2 separate regions of the Zea mays genome follow, and region 2 is linked to region 1. A link is a contact called in public Hi-C data. All regions are on one chromosome and are shown on one strand. Each heading gives the region's core, a stretch centred on a gene start, on an enhancer-like site or on the middle of the called end of the contact. The rest is flanking DNA. Distances are from core to core; before and after follow the strand shown. Region 1 holds the start of LOC100283736. Region 2 holds the start of LOC103630718.

What was found. A called contact is a pair of places that touch in the nucleus more often than the background predicts.
Region 2: a contact with region 1 is called in a Hi-C map of tassel, with 2.2 times the contacts expected there. The contact joins the promoter of LOC103630718 here to the promoter of LOC100283736 in region 1. A contact is called at or near these places in 2 of 25 Hi-C or Micro-C datasets (ear and tassel).

The regions. Positions count from the first base shown.
Region 1 is chr6:174,551,875-174,556,690 of Zm-B73-REFERENCE-NAM-5.0, reverse strand. LOC100283736 reads right to left here and starts at 2,940. Exons shown (of 3, transcript NM_001156635.2): 1 at 2,603-2,940. The coding sequence starts at 2,711. LOC100283631 reads right to left here. Exons shown (of 9, transcript NM_001156532.2): 4 at 4,743-4,816; 5 at 4,560-4,628; 6 at 4,428-4,472; 7 at 4,280-4,342; 8 at 4,107-4,183; 9 at 3,031-3,531. The coding sequence ends at 3,516.
Region 2 is chr6:175,324,568-175,329,298 of Zm-B73-REFERENCE-NAM-5.0, reverse strand. It overlaps LOC103630718, which reads left to right and starts at 2,378. Exons shown (of 8, transcript NM_001310314.1): 1 at 2,378-2,585; 2 at 2,737-2,854. The coding sequence starts at 2,566. It also overlaps the pseudogene LOC111589705.

The sequences.
Region 1 (4,816 bases), core at 1,691-4,190:
GCCTCCTTAGTGCCAAGCCGCCACCATGTCACATGGTGACCTTCCAACCACTCCCTCCACCGCCACATGGTGACCTTCCAACCACTTCCTCCACCGTTGATGCCCAACAACGCGCCAAGGATGCGGCCGCATAAAAGGAGGACCACCAGGGCCTGGTTGGTGCCGCCATTGAGGCTGCCAAGGCCATGGTCGCCGCTCAAGATCATCTACATGCCGCACAGGACGTTCTCACAAAGGACATTGGGCGACAACGGTGCCCACGATGACGCCAAGCTGTCGACGACCTTGATATCCATGACTACGAGGCACCACCATCGCCAGTCCCCATGTGTAGGCATCGGGTGTCATGAACATCTGTGTCCTCATGCCAACAGTTTTGGACCCCATCTCCCACTACAACGTTGGCGTGACCACATCCTCGCATTCAAACGACCACATCCTCTCTAATGTCACCTTCTTCGTCATGCCATCCTGGTGGCGTATGGATGTCATGTTCCTATTGTGGGTGCTAGGCACACTCTCTTCCAAGCTAGTGGAGTCTACCCACATCCGCCACAACATAGCACGCCGCTTCTGGATCACCATCTAGCAACCATGAAGCTCATGCTCTTCACCTTGACGCTGAATTTCGTATCTTCATGCAAGGCGGTGTCTCAATCAACGACTACCGCCGCAAGATGAAAGAGATAGTTGGCACTCTCGGCGACCTCGACAAGATTATCCGCAATTGCACCCTCATCATCAATGTTCTACACGGCCTAAATGAGAAATTCGCCCCTAAGAAGGCACACTTCAAGCGTTTCAAGTTGTTCCCCTCCAATTAGGCCCACAACGACCTTATCCTCAAGAAGATCGACTACAACAAGCCAACACCACCTCCAGCTCCAGCAATCGCCCCCGTCAATTCTCTAGTGTGGTCTTCAAGCGGCTCTACTCCCCTAGCATTGCCTCCATTGGAGGTTCGACAATGCCCCATGACAGATCCACCAGCTCCACGACGCACTCTAGCAGCACTGGTGGTGACTCGACCCAGCGCTGTGTGCACACGTTCCCCAGGCTGCGTAACAGCAAGCCCTACTGCCCAAGCCCACTTCACCAAACACGCCCTTCAGCCCTTCCTATTGACGTCGTTCAAGCAGGCCCAGCAGCAGACTAGCGGCCAGTTTGTTTTGGCTTTTCGCAGCTTTTGGCCACCAAAAGCTGCTGCGGACTGCCAAACACTCAGCTTTTCAGTCAGCTTCTATAAAATTCGTTTGGGTAAAAACCATTTAAAATCAACATAAACATATAATCGGTTGAGTCATCGCAATAGTAGTAATCTGTCACTTTATAGATCCTGAGCTTCATGGACAACTTTATCTTCCTCAGCACGTAATCCTAATGATACTCAGATTCTCTACACAGCCAGATTCTCCCCACAGCTAGATTCTCGGAAAAGCTGGTCAGAAAAAAGCTGAACCAAACAGGCCCTAGGCCACCTCCACATCCCACTGATGTCCCTGCATGGACACTATGGTCCAGATATTGGGATTAGCAATCCCTCACCAGCAATTTCAGCACCACAACCCTCTTGATATTCAGTAGAATACAAGCAATATTCATGCTACCAATTTCAAACAGGGGGTACAAGATTTTAAAAAAACTCAAATAGAACTCCACTTGTGTTAAGTCCAACAGCAAAATTATACATTTGTATCATCAGCTACAGCTATAGCACAAGTACATATGTATCCCTTATAGGTACAAGATACGAATAACATGATATTTATCCATTGCACATTCAATTATAATCATCTTCAAGCACAACTAATGCTAGATTGTAGGCAGCCATCCACGCATGACACGTGTGTGCATGGAATTTCTTGCACAACTATAGAATGTGGCAGCCAGATTTTGACAATACAAGTATACAACTCAATGACCCGCTAAGCAAATAGGTTCAAGTCATTTGACATTCTGATATCTAGATACTAGTAATGGAGGGTAGAATATATGATCAAGAATCACATGGTACATAACAGCATAGTGGAAATTATGCTGCATTCTTATGCCAATTGTTACATAAAGGCCGGAATATGGTTAATAGAAGTTAACCGTCACGAGCATACAAACAAGGTGAGCTGTAGAACAGGAGCGCTGACAGTTCAACCCCCAATCCACACACACACCAAATTCCATGTAACCCTTCTTAATTGTTTGTGAACCAACAATTAGCTGTATGTAAAAATTGCTAAGTGTTTCTAATCATTCATGGATCCGCCAATCGCCTAACATCCAAAAACGTACTCCATTACAGGAATCAGGAATGCAACATGCACCACCGAACAAGAACAGTGGTAGCCTCGAACAATGGTAGCCTCGACAACAATGGCATCCGCATCTATGCTAGTACTGCCGCACAGGAATGCAACCGATGTAGCAGCGCTCGACTCAACTCCCATACCCTCCTGATGTCATCCTGCAGAGGTTGCAAAACCCACCCCCATAGCCCGGTATTCACACTGCATCCAAAGCGACACCCACCGATCTCACGACGCACGAAACCCTAGCCCGCCGCCACGCACCACGGGGCCATAGAAAAAAGGAGGGAGGTGATCCGTACCGTCGTCGAGGGGCACGAGGCACTCGTAGGAGATCTCAAATTGGAAGGGATTGAGGAAGGCGGTGGGGTTATCCAGCACCGCCACGTTGGTGATGTTCACCGCGCTCATCGCCGCCGCCGCAGCCGCCGGGAGTAGCCGCTCGTACTCGAGCAGAGGGGAAAAGACGAAAGCGAGGCACGGCGGCTGCGGATCGGATTTGTGGTCAGGGGTTGCTCTGCTCGAGGGCGCGACCTTTCAAGCGGGTTTAATGGGGAGCGGCGGGAAGCGAATTTGGGTTGGCGGGAGACGGCCTGGAGCCCGATGTTTGGAGTGAGAGGGCCAGAGAAGCTGGGGTCTGCGGAAGCCGAGAGAGTAGAGGGGACGACGACTGTCGAAACTGAACTACAAAAGCGAACTCTAATTTCCTAATTTGCACGAGAGCCTTAATTAGACGGTGGTAATATTCTCAAAATTTTGAGGAATCGCACAGAATTCTCCTAAAAATGGACTTTCTACATATATCTTTCCTGATAAGCAGCTGCGATCACATTCGTTAGGCATTAGGCTAAAGAAGTAGCAGTCATCGTTGATTGCTCACTAGCGCCGCTCTTGGTACCAAGACTGATTCAACAGAAACAATGGAGACAAAGCCCTGACGGAATGAATATACATGAGCCCGTGGTTCGATAAGACGATAAGAATGGTGCCGTGTAATCATTCCTCGCTACGAAATCGACTCCCCAGATATATAGCAAACATGTTACCAGCGTTCTCTTCAACAAGCCTAGTCAAGGTTCAACTTGGACACCATAATAATACAGATATAAGACAAAACAAATGGCTTGGTGCACACAAATCGCTCAAAGAACTGGGTAGAACCATGGTGACAAAGGGACCACGACATGAGCGGTTCCAAGGCAAGAAGACTCCACCTCACTTTTTTAGAACACTGCACACCACAAACAGAGAGCAATATTATGTGCCGTACATACATCGAAGGAAATATCGTGCTGCAACAAAGTAAACTAAAGAAAATGTCAGAATGGCCATAGGGCATGTACAACATCGATTCTATATTGTGGTTCCCCAAATACTAAATATAACTAAGAAACCCCTTCGTACAACCCAATGTATCTAAGTCTTTATTTTAATTACTATAACCCCTCAAGATACGACTCATTTAGGTCTTGTTCGGTTATTCTAATTCCATATGAATTGGGCTGTATTAGAATGGATTGAGATGTATTTTAACTTGATATGGATTTAAACCGGTTTAATACCACTCCATCCATATGGCTTAACGGTGAAACGAACAAGCTCTAATAGAACCGTATCTAGACTTAGAGAACTCAGAACCGTGCTAGAGACGTTCCTTCACTAAAATACCGTCTCTTGTGTTTTTTTGCACTTACCCCCTTGATACCCCATAAGATACAGAGCATTTATGTGGGTTGTACATGCCCTAATAGTGGTACTCAGGCATACCCTGGTGTCCTTCAGGAAATTAAACTGGATATTACTTACTTGTAAAGGTAGGCCGCAATACCAAGAATGACACACAGAAGGATGATGTCGATGCAAAAGTTGCGACTTGATCTAAGCTGGTAACAAGTCAATGTGAAAAACAAATGGTACGAGGTCACCAAACTACTCAAGCATTAGTTAGCAAGTGTAGAACGGAAGTGCTAAGTTCTTACTTGAAGAACAGTCTCCTTCAGTCTCACGTTGGTATTCTTCAAATCTGCATTGGCTCTATCCACCTACAATCATCATTATGTAGCAAAATAAGAGTTGCTAGACAATTTCTGGGAGCCAACGAAAACTAATGGCTGCCAGATAACAGACCTTATCATCCATTTCGTCCATCAGAGGGACTTGTCTGTCCAATTCCTGAAGATCGCAGTTACTCAGTTAGTCAGTTAGTTGTCCTTAACTTACTAAAATTACCATATAAAAAAATCAAGTGCAGCAAACAACCTCATTCATATCAGATGCCATGTTTTTCAAAGTTTCCAGTCCTTCACCAATAACGTCCAAACCTTCATCCTGCACAATTTTATTGCCAAAGACAAGTTACACCATATGACAAATTGAGAGGAAATGCATCCAGTAGCAAGAGAATATGAAACAGAAAGGAGGAAAGTGGCTCAGTGAATTTACCTGTTTCATTCTGCGCATCTCATATTCCCGACGGAACTGATTAGATTCTTCTGTCCCCTTAAAGTACTCATCAT
Region 2 (4,731 bases), core at 1,129-3,628, 770 kb before region 1:
ACGCCTATATCATAAATTTGGAGATGGTTTTATGGTAACAAAAACTTGTAGTTGGCGTTGGTAGGAAATGGAGTCCGTTCTTACAACGTCCTTCAAGTTTTTTTTTTCGATGTCAAAAAATATTAAAGATAAAATTCAAGAAAATCTGAATTATTAGAGATAAGAGGAACAAAGACAAGATTTTTTCTGAGCACTGGGTACACGATGAATATTATTCATATGTTAATCATGGTATGACCAATATTATGTGAGGTAAAACCAGCTGTGTGATCCTGAGACCTCTGTGTTTACCTGTTGACAGATCGCGACTGTCAACAAACTTTGTTTTGATGATTCTGTATTTTGTTAAAAAAGAATTTGTTATTGGGTTGGAGCGACGTGCATATGTTTCTGCTCTTGTCGTAAAATCATCTCCTGCAGCTTACATATACCCATACATATATTCAAACTAGTCTAATAACCGTGCGTTGCAACGGTACCTAACCATATTTAATGATATTCATTGAGTGACTAAGAGCATCTCCAACCACGTGACCTATAAAAATGCCATATATTTTAAAAATAAGTATATTTTATAGAATTTAGGGCACCAACAAAACACTCCGCTCCAACAGTAAAACGCTAAATCTAGATTATAGGGCAGTCCACTACGGTGTAGTATATTTGAGTCACTTGAGAGGGTGCCCTATAGTTTTTTGACAAAAATTTATGAAATAGGGCACTGTTGGAGTAGTTTTTTTTGTAGAGCCCTATATTTAAATTTGAGGCACTAGTTTGAGGCATTGTTGGAGATGCTCTAAGCGACACTTGAGAGTCTTAATAGACCCTCCACATAAAAATATTATAATAAATAAATTTAATGTCAAATTGAACATATTGTTCATATACCATATATTGAACTCGTAAAACAAATATTACACTTGATCTTAGCCAAAAGACCGAAAAATAAGTTGAAAAGGAACCCCTTTACTCGAGTTAAATTATAGCCTGTGTTTTGGCTTATGACTTGGGAGCGAGAGGATGGTGTAGATCCGATGCCCTAACCAAAATCATCATTGAGATTCCATATGTAACACATGCAAATTCATTTATGGTGATGGCTTAACAGTTTTCTCCAAATTTAGCAAGACGTAGAAAAGCACAAGTACACCAACAAGATCATTCCCGAAATACCAACTACAACAAGTTTATCCTCTAATACTTAACATGCTTACTGAAATATATACTTACTATTGCCTTTAGAGTATCATATCAAATAATAAAAACATTTTCCGCTTTTACAGAGCCTTGTACTTATTTTCAATTGCATAGTTGGTTTCACTTAAAATTCAATATGCAACGATGGAAAAAAGCGTACAGAGGTTGTTGCGAAATGGACGGAGTTTGTTGCTAGAGCGACAGCCTCGAGAACGCTGTGTGAACAAATAGGATAGAGATGTGATATGATATGAGACCGCAGGTTGATTTTGAAGAAATATAAGGAGTTCTTTGTAAAAAAGATGACGTGTGACGACCGTTGAAACTAATACTTTAATATAGTAGAGACTACACTCTACAAATAATACAATCTACAATACAAAATACTGCAAAAGTTGTTTTTAGTGACCATATGTGTGAACTAATGTATAAACATTGTTTTGTATCGTTTTGTAGATTGTATTGTTTATACAATGTAGTTTGAATATAAGTATGAGTATAATTAAACTGTTGGAGATGGTCTAACCGATAACCCCACATTGTTTACGTTATACGTACGTAATAGGTACTGCAGCCTTTACAAATCACTTCTAGCATCTATAAAATAAAATATTCTACAACAGTTGTACTGGCGGTGCGGATAGATTGCATCGATAACCGTCTGCTAATTGGATTAGCCTTAGAGATAGAGAACACGCGTGGTTATGCATGATTGTTTTGGGTGGATATTTGGGAAAGCTCTAAGCCAAAACAAGTATGTCGCTTTTTTTATTTAGCTTCTGTAAATTCAGGAGCTCAGAAAAGGTGAATTTATATAGAAAATTGAAAAGCCTGGTTTTCAGGGGTTTTTACAGCTTACCGAGTTTATAAAGCTAATAACACCATCGAAAAACTGATATTAACTTTTTAGATCAAAAGCGTAGTAACAGTGTTTTTACAAAAGGTCGCTGCAGATTAAACAAACAGAACTGATATTATTATTCACCCACCACACCACATGTGAGTAGGCCAGGGCCCACGAGCCAGCCTCCCAAGGTCAGTCAGGTGTCCAGATACTGAAGCAGACCCCGTGCGAGCTGATTTCCTGAACTGGAATGCAGAAAGCCGAGAGAGCCTAGGGCCCACCACGCACCGAGCCTTAAAATAAATTCCAAAAATCTGAACGGCTTTTCGGGTCGGTCCTTCTTTCCTCTACGAAAAAACCATTTTTTCAGTATAAAATTTCGTTTTTCTCCTCTCAGTCTCCGACGCCGCCGCACTCATCCCCCCAGACGACCACCCTCCTCCTCCTCCCCCACCCACCTCGCCGGAACCCTAGCGCCGACCGCCTGCCGTGCCCATCGACGGCGATCGCATTGCTGCGCCCCGATGGCGACCCGCGCCTCCAAGTGAGTCATTCTCGTCGCCGATCTATTTGGCCCCTCGTCCTTTTTTTTAGACCAAAGGCTTATTTGGCCCCTTATCTCCTCCCGTCTCGCCCCCCTTCAATTCTGATTCTGATGCGGACTTGCCGCCCCGCCGATCTGGTACCCGTCGCAGGAATTGCCTCTGCGCGGGCAGCTCTTCGTTCGATGACCCCGACGTGGTCGAGGTGTCTCCGGCAACCGCCGCGGCTGCAGGGTGGGCCTCCGGCCACCACAAGAGGAAGCGGAGCCAGGTGATGTCCAATTCGCCTCCTTCTCCTTGGATTCCTTGGGATTGGTATGATTGTTTTTTTTAAAAAAAAAAATCCGTGCCGGGGAAACGGTGAATTCTGATAAGGCCTGGTGGTTATATGATGGCAGGTTGCAGTTGATAAGTTAATTCATGTGCCATGTATTTGAACAAAAAAATGTGATGTGTTTTGAAGTGTTCATTTGGCAATCATCTTATTGGTGTATTGGTCAACCATGGAAGTATGAACAAATGGTATTTAAAAAAATGTGGTCTGTTCTCTAGCAGAAAAAAAAAAACAGAACAGAACAAATAAGATGTTACATCACGGGGATTCATGGAAAACAGAAATCTTAGTTTCTTAGAGAAGAATCAGCATGAGAAAGAAGAATTACATCATGACGATGCACACATAAGAATACTAAACTTCTAATAACATTAGTTTGGTTCCCCTTGCATCTTCATTTGATTCATCAGGTCCTTGATCCTTTTTGTCAACTTATGACAGTCTTCATCATCCAACAGATGTTAGATTTTCCTTTTTTTTTGTAATCACTGTAGCCCTCTTATTTTTAATATGTTACACTGACAAACGAGTGAATTCTATTGTGAATGTCATAATCCTGCCCAGCCTTATTTTAAAGGTGTCGCCTAGGCGTCCAGGCGCCCGAACGATCCAAGGCGTCCCCGTCGCCTAGGTAAGAATCAGCAAGAGGGTATAGGGCAGAGGGGAAGGGAAAGGGGCGCCGCCGTTTCGGGGTGGCAGCGCCGAATCGGGAGCAGCGGAGGCCAAATCCAGGGCGGCGGAGGCTGAATCGTTGGCGGCAGCGTCCAAATCGTTGGCGGCGGCGGTGAATCTGAGGCGGCGACGGCGAATCTGTGGTGGCGGCGGCTCAATCGGGGGCAGCAACAGCTGAATGGTGGGGGAGAGAGGCAACCTAGGGTTGCCAGAGGAAGGACTATATGGGCTGGCTGGTGGGCTGGGCCTCCTACCCCTTCCTTCTCCTTTTTTTTCTTTTTCTTCCTCCTCCATGGCACTGTTTTGCTGATCCTCAGGTTGATAAGGCGTCGCCTAGGCGTCTAGGCGGTGGTCCAGCGCCTTATCTCGCCTTACCGCCTTAAGAACCATGCTGCCCAGCCCCCTGCCCCTACATCTGCACATATGCTGATATGCACCTTTAGATATATATTGCCACCAAAGATTTCTTTTGCAGAAGACAAATGCACCTCCTAAGTAAAAGTGCTGAAAGCATTTCATAATTTTTAATGATGCCCAAGTAATCTTGCCATTCCTCGAATAGTTTTTTTCCCATAAAGTTGTATGAAGCCATTTCTTAAATAAATGCATATACCATATGCATTGTGCACACATCTCACAACTACATCTATGCCCCCCCCCCTCCTGGTTTCTCTGCATTGCATTCTGTTTAGAAAGATTGCAGAAAAAAGAAATTATCTGGAGGTCTACGGTCTACCTTTAACTTTAAGCCCATGATTTTACTATTTAGCCCTCCAAAATCCAGTTTACCACACATTGGTTTATGCAGAACTCTTCTGTGTTTATTTCATTTTGTGTCTTTTTTGTTTTGTCTACCAAGTGTTGAATAATAGTAATAGGCGCATCCTGTCATGGTCTGATAGACATAGGCATGGTGCAGTTGACATAATAACGAATTGACAATGGCAGTGGCATTTGTCAAGTGCATATGAGGTGAAAAGTTGTTAGCTGCTGGTTTGTTCCATTTTATGTTCTCATATCCTTTTTAAAACTGTCAGAATTATCTTCATAAATCATTATGTGGGCATACTTTATGTTCTTTAGGTACGCAGGCGAATGTCAAAATTGAGACAAACAAATGCTCTTGTTTTATTATGGCAAAT